Regions from separate parts of the Mus musculus genome. Here region 1 is linked to region 2. A link is a contact called in public Hi-C data. All regions are on one chromosome and are shown on one strand. The core of a region is the stretch at or near the end of the contact, and the rest is flanking DNA. Distances in the headings are between cores, read along the strand shown.

Evidence for each region. Hi-C and Micro-C count contacts between places; a contact is called where the count stands out from the background.
Region 1: a Hi-C map of cortical neurons shows a contact between it and region 2, with 5 times the contacts expected there. The contact joins two enhancer-like sites.

What each region holds. Positions count from the first base shown.
Region 1 is chr3:117,627,622-117,630,349 of GRCm38.p6, reverse strand. The region is part of intron 3 of Plppr5 (phospholipid phosphatase related 5); the gene reads right to left. Among named protein-coding and RNA genes, the nearest start is that of Plppr5, 54 kb to the right of the region's middle. Within about 2 kb of position 1,344, at least 26 of the 459 cell types and tissues checked have an H3K27ac peak or open chromatin away from gene starts, as enhancers often do. A contact at or near this core is called in cortical neurons, where this site is marked.
Region 2 is chr3:117,118,524-117,121,569 of GRCm38.p6, reverse strand. No RefSeq gene overlaps it. Among named protein-coding and RNA genes, the nearest start is that of 1700061I17Rik, 42 kb to the right of the region's middle. Within about 2 kb of position 1,304, at least 14 of the 459 cell types and tissues checked have an H3K27ac peak or open chromatin away from gene starts, as enhancers often do. A contact at or near this core is called in cortical neurons, where this site is marked.

The sequences.
Region 1 (2,728 bases), core at 95-2,594, 510 kb before region 2:
GCCTCCAGGTACATTAAAGTTTGGGGCTCCAACGTTTTGGAAGGTTGTGCTGAGACACAATCTGGCAAGTTAAGCAAGAAAGACCTCACGGGAATGAGAGAGGCCCACTTATTCCAGTTGCACCAACTGAGGCAAACCCTAGCTGACTGCTGAGCTGACTCAGACCCAGGAAAGAAGATGTTTCTGTCTCCTAGCTTTAGAGTGAGCCACACAATGGAAATTAAGGGCCAATGATTTAGCCACCATGGTTTATTACTTCTTTTTAAAGTTCTTAAATTTTTATTTTAGATGTTCGGGTGTTTAACCTGCATAAATGTCTATGTACCCTGTGCATGCCTCGTGCCTGAAGAGGCCAGAAGAGGGCATCAGAATTCCCTGGAGCTGGAGTTATGGGATGGTTATGAATCACCATGTGGGTATTGAGAATTACATTCAGGTTCTTACACTCTGTGAGAGCAGCCAATGCTCCTAACCACTGAGCCATCTTTCCCACCCCCTTATTATAATTAGTTTTATGACAAGAAAAAATTAAGGTCATATTTGAAGGTTACCAAAAAATCTTAGAGCATGCTTTTCTGTTTCAAATTGTATGGGTGTACCAGAAATTCATCAAACATGGTCTTTCGATCTTAACTTTGAAGGTTTTTTTTTTTTTTTGCTTGCTTGCTTTTAATTTGAAAACTCATGACCAGAAAGCTAAATTTAAAGATTATTCTAGTAGAATTTAGCACTCAATTAGAAATTTGAGAACTGAGGGTTAAATAACTTATGGATTATTCCCTCAACCAGGGAAACTAATAGCATTTGTGAAAAATAGGATTAGGGATTTTTCCCTCTATAACTTCTTAGTAAAGCAAAAGAAATATCTACAGTCAAATTATCCCTGAAAGCCTTAATTTAAGTCAGATCCTAAGAGAGAATTCAAATTCCTTGGTTTATGCTAAGCCACACAGTGAAGCATCAAACAAATATTCCTTAGTTCATTTTCAAATACTGGCATCACTTTATTCATATGCGTTCACATATGACCTAACATTAAGAAAACAAATCTCTACACCAGATCATGAGATGATTTTCATAAAGAATACTGCTCAGAAGGCCATTCTTTCCTAAATACCTACCTGTTAAACTTCTGGCAATCGTTCTATGGGGCCAAATTATTTTGAAACACCCAGCTTTTTTATTATGAAATTTTCCCAAGGTGTCACTAGTGAATCTGGGGCAAAATACATTCGTATATAAGTTCAAATATAATGGCAAACCCTGACTGGAAATCCTGTGTTTGCAGCAGGAGTTATATTCAGAGTTGCCATAGCAGCCACCCACATTCTCTCTCACACACACAAAGGGGCGGTGAGGAAAGAGGAGAAAGCAGTTAGCAGAGAACAGAATCTATTGTTGAAAAGACAGAGGTGCCTATCATCGTAATTACAAGCAGGGATCCTAACTCTGTCTGAACAGTATTTAATGATAGAAGATGTCTTAGCACAGGACTGCTCTCTAATCTCCTTACCCTGTACCCTCAGCTTTAAACTGTAGTGGATGAGGAAGGAGTATTTTGGATAACCATGACCAAACAAGAGCTAGCAACATTTAGTGTTCCTCTATTTGAGATATCTTGAAGATCTTCATCACCAGGAAAAGCTATGGTTCAATAGATCTGAACAAAATACTTTACTCTCTCAGTATTTCCAGCTATAAATGGGTGAAATGAGTAACAAGAGTTACGCACTTTTAAAAATCCATTATACATGATGAATTATTAAACACAAATAATCATGAATAGATGCTAACGTTTAGTAACATGTTAAAAAAAAAAGTTGTCATGAGTGAGTAAAAGCAAGGCCTGAACCAGAATAAGTGCTCAGTAAATGTCTGCTAAAGTCATTATAATTAATTATTATTTATAAAGTATGTAAGTTTTCATTGTGTTAATGTGCTAAGGTTTCTAAAATAAATACCTGCAGGTGGTCAGCAGAATAGAGGTCTAAAATATAAAGATTCTGTTACATAAGAGCCAATGCATTGTCCTGTAGGAATGTCATTCAAGGACAATTTAGGATACTAAAACATCTAAGTATTTTATTCTAGTTGCATATTCATCACCACTGACAAAGCCTGGATTCATAGAGAAATCTATCATCTATTAGTACTCAACGAGGGTGCAGTCTCTGGGTTCTGAAAGCACTCTGCAATTTCCCTTCCATCATTGTTTGATCACATATTCATGTGCAGATATATTTAGAGTCCCTATACAGATACAAAAAGTCAACATCAGATTTAGATGGAGGCAATAGATAAAAAACTGCCTCATGCCTTGTGATTCACTCCTTTAAAATCTTCCTGGTAAGCCTGGGTGCTGCATATTCCAGCCGAGGAGAAGCCTGCAGTCAAGCAACTTGGTGAATAGGAAAGAATGTGCCTGTAAGCACATTTCATTCAAGGAAGAAAGATACCTCACAATGTACAGGAGAATGCAAAGCTGATAGGTTGAAGAAACTAGGGAATTCAAAAACGTATTTGGGGAGCAGAGTGAACAGGCACGAAGGGAACTGTAACAAATATTTTTACATCAGTCAGCAGGAAGTAGCATACAGAATGATGGGGTAAGAATGAATCCCAAGTGCTATACAAATTTCCTTGATAGCATCACTTTTAAAGAGCAGGCAGTGAGGGGCACAATTATCATGGTTCATAGGCTTAAAATTAGGTCTCAGTCCAAGACTTG
Region 2 (3,046 bases), core at 55-2,554:
AGCCAGAAAGCCTGCATGTGCGCACGCACACGCGCGCACACACACACACACACACACACACACACACACACACACACTAAAAATAAAATTTAAAATACAATCTTTAAAAGCCAAGTGCAGCAGGATATGCTTGTAATTACAACAGTGGATAAGTGGAAATAGATTTTCTGGTCGGTCAATCTAACTCAGTTAGAAAGCACCAGGTTCGGGGGAGACAATGTTTCAAGTAAAAATAAAAACCTGTCTGTCTGTCTGTCTATCTGTCTGTCTTGGAAAGGACTACTAATGCTGTGATGAAACACCATGACAAAAATCAAGTCGGAGAGGGATTATACTTCCACACCACTGTTCATCATCAAAGGATGCCAAGACAGGAAAATGGGGCAGGAAGCTGGAGGCTGGAGCTGATGCAGAGGTTGTGAAGGAGTGCGGCTTACTGGCTTGCTTTCTTGTAGAATCCAGGAACACCTGGCCATGAATCACCCCACTCATAATGGGCTGCACCCTCTGCCATCAATAATTCATTAAGAAAACGCCCTACTGGCTTGCCTATAGCCTGATTTTATGGAGACATTTTCTTAATTGAGGTTGCCTCCTCTCAGATGACGTTAGCTTGTGTCAAATTGACATAAAACTACTCATCATATATATCTCTATCTGTCTGTCTGCCTGCCTGTCCCTGAACTGCTTGTTTCCTAGGCATAGACTAAGCATATCACAGACATTTTCTCCCATAATCCCAAAACACTCCTGTAATTATGGTCATCCTCATTGTGTAGATGAGGAAATGAGGCTTAAAGAAATTAATCGGCTTGCCCAAGTTCATGCCGCCAGTGAGGATGGAAACAAGGCCAAAAGCAGGTATTTCTGGAACTAAACTGCATGTTCTTAACCGGTTTTCCTGATGGTGTTCTCATCACTAATTAGTAGTTTCATGTTTGGAAGCTGCCGTTGGTCCTGGCCTTCCTTGTGCATTCTATGCTGCCACCATCTGGTTTCTTTTGAGAAGTTCAGGCTTTTCCTCTGCAGTTATTCTCAGACTCATTGGAATCCTGCATTCCCTTGAAGAGAGGGCTGCAATGTGTGTGGATTCGGTGTACGTGACTTAAAAATCTCCAGCCTTGTCAGTATATTCCCTATTACACCAGTGTGATGTGTTAGGGCCACTGAGATTTGAATAAAAATTAACTCAGTGACCAAATTGTGCTAACAAAAGACAAATTCAAAGCCAGACAGCCATGGTGTGGAAAGGCTGCTGGAGGCAGGGCAACCCTGAATGCAGGGAGTAGAGGGAGCGTCATGCACATTCTCTGCTGTTGATGAGGAGATGCTGGACTTAGTCAGGACAGAAGAGCTGAGAAGGAGACGCAGGCTCCAAGGCAGCGGATTTTCAACCTTCCTAATGCTAGCAAGCAGGATATCTGATATGCAACCCCCCCCCAGGGGGTGATGACCTCCAAGTTCACGACCGCTGTCTGAGGTCACAGGGAAGACATTCAGAAGAGTCAGGAAGGAGCCAGTAGAGATTCGTTCCTTAGTCATTTGCTTGCGAAGGCTTACAACCACAACCTTATGAAAAATGAAACACCTTCGCATGTGTAACAATGATAATAGATCCTTTGCCAATGCCTTGCTGACATCCGGTTTCTTCTGCTAGTCTTCATGCCCCAGGGTGTATGAAGCCTGGTTTTCCCTGTATGGGAGGTAAGAGCAAGACAGAAGCGTGTTTCATCTCTATGGCAAAGTGAGGCAACATCTGATGTAGAATGGGCAAAGGTCGGCAGTTGGAAGCTCTACATTGTACTCTGACCTCTCTGCCCTCTGAGGGTTTGGGAGCCTTGAAGCTGGCCGACCTGCCAGAGCTATACAGTTCATGCACCTTGAATCTCTTGTTTGAGAGCATAGCCATAACACTTATCGAGATTCTTAGAACAACAAGACATGTGTTTAATGCCTGCTCAACTTCCCAGCACTACATTTATTACTTCAATCAGGATGACTGCCTTTTCAAGACCAACCCTGGGCTGCAGAGTGAGACCGTATTTCCAAAACAAGCAACTCCAAAACCACCAAATCTGTTGTGTTGTTTCACTAACTTGCACAAGGATGCTATAAAGTGTAGATTCAGCCCTCCCCCTAGTACTACATAACCGACAAATGATCTAACTCATCAGTCCTTGTGAACATGCTAAGAAGGTAGAGTCTGTCACTAGGCCTGAGAAGCTGAACAGCATTCAAGGTCAAACAGAACTGTGAAGCTGTCAGGTTTCATCTAGTCCCAAAAGCTATTAACCACACTGCACTCTGACACTTGTTCAATACCTGGGTGCCTCCCACACCTTATACATGCAGGTGCACATGTGTGACTGCCCTGGGTGCCTCCCACACCTTATACATGCAGGTGCACATGTGTGACTGCCCTGGGTGCCTCCCACACCTTATACATGCAGGTGCACATGTGTGACTGCCCTGGGTGCCTCCCACACCTTATACATGCAGGTGCACATGTGTGACTGCCCTGGGTGCCTCCCACACCTTATACATGCAGGTGCACATGTGTGACTGCCCTGGGTGCCTCCCACACCTTATACATGCAGGTGCACATGTGTGACTGCCCTGGGTGCCTCCCACACCTTATACATGCAGGTGCACATGTGTGACTGCCTTGGGTACCTCCCACACCTTATACATGCAGGTGCACATGTGTGACTGCCCTGGGTGCCTCCCACACCTTATCCACGCAGGTGCACATGTGTGACTGCACAGTCCTGTGTCTGCCCCTTACTCGGCAGTGGTCTGGCAGGAGGAAGAGATTCAGAGTTCATATGATCAGAAGCCCATCATTCAGTGCCCACTCTAACACCCCCTCCCCCTTCTGTCTACCTGACGAGGAGGAAAGTTTAACACAAGATGACAACGAAACTGACGAGCGGGAAGTTTCAATTACCAGCGTCTGGGATGCGTAGAGTCTCTCGGAAGAGACAGGATTGGTCTTTGAGTTTCTATAGTGATGGTTGTGAATGTTTCAACTAGCCATGGTTGTACT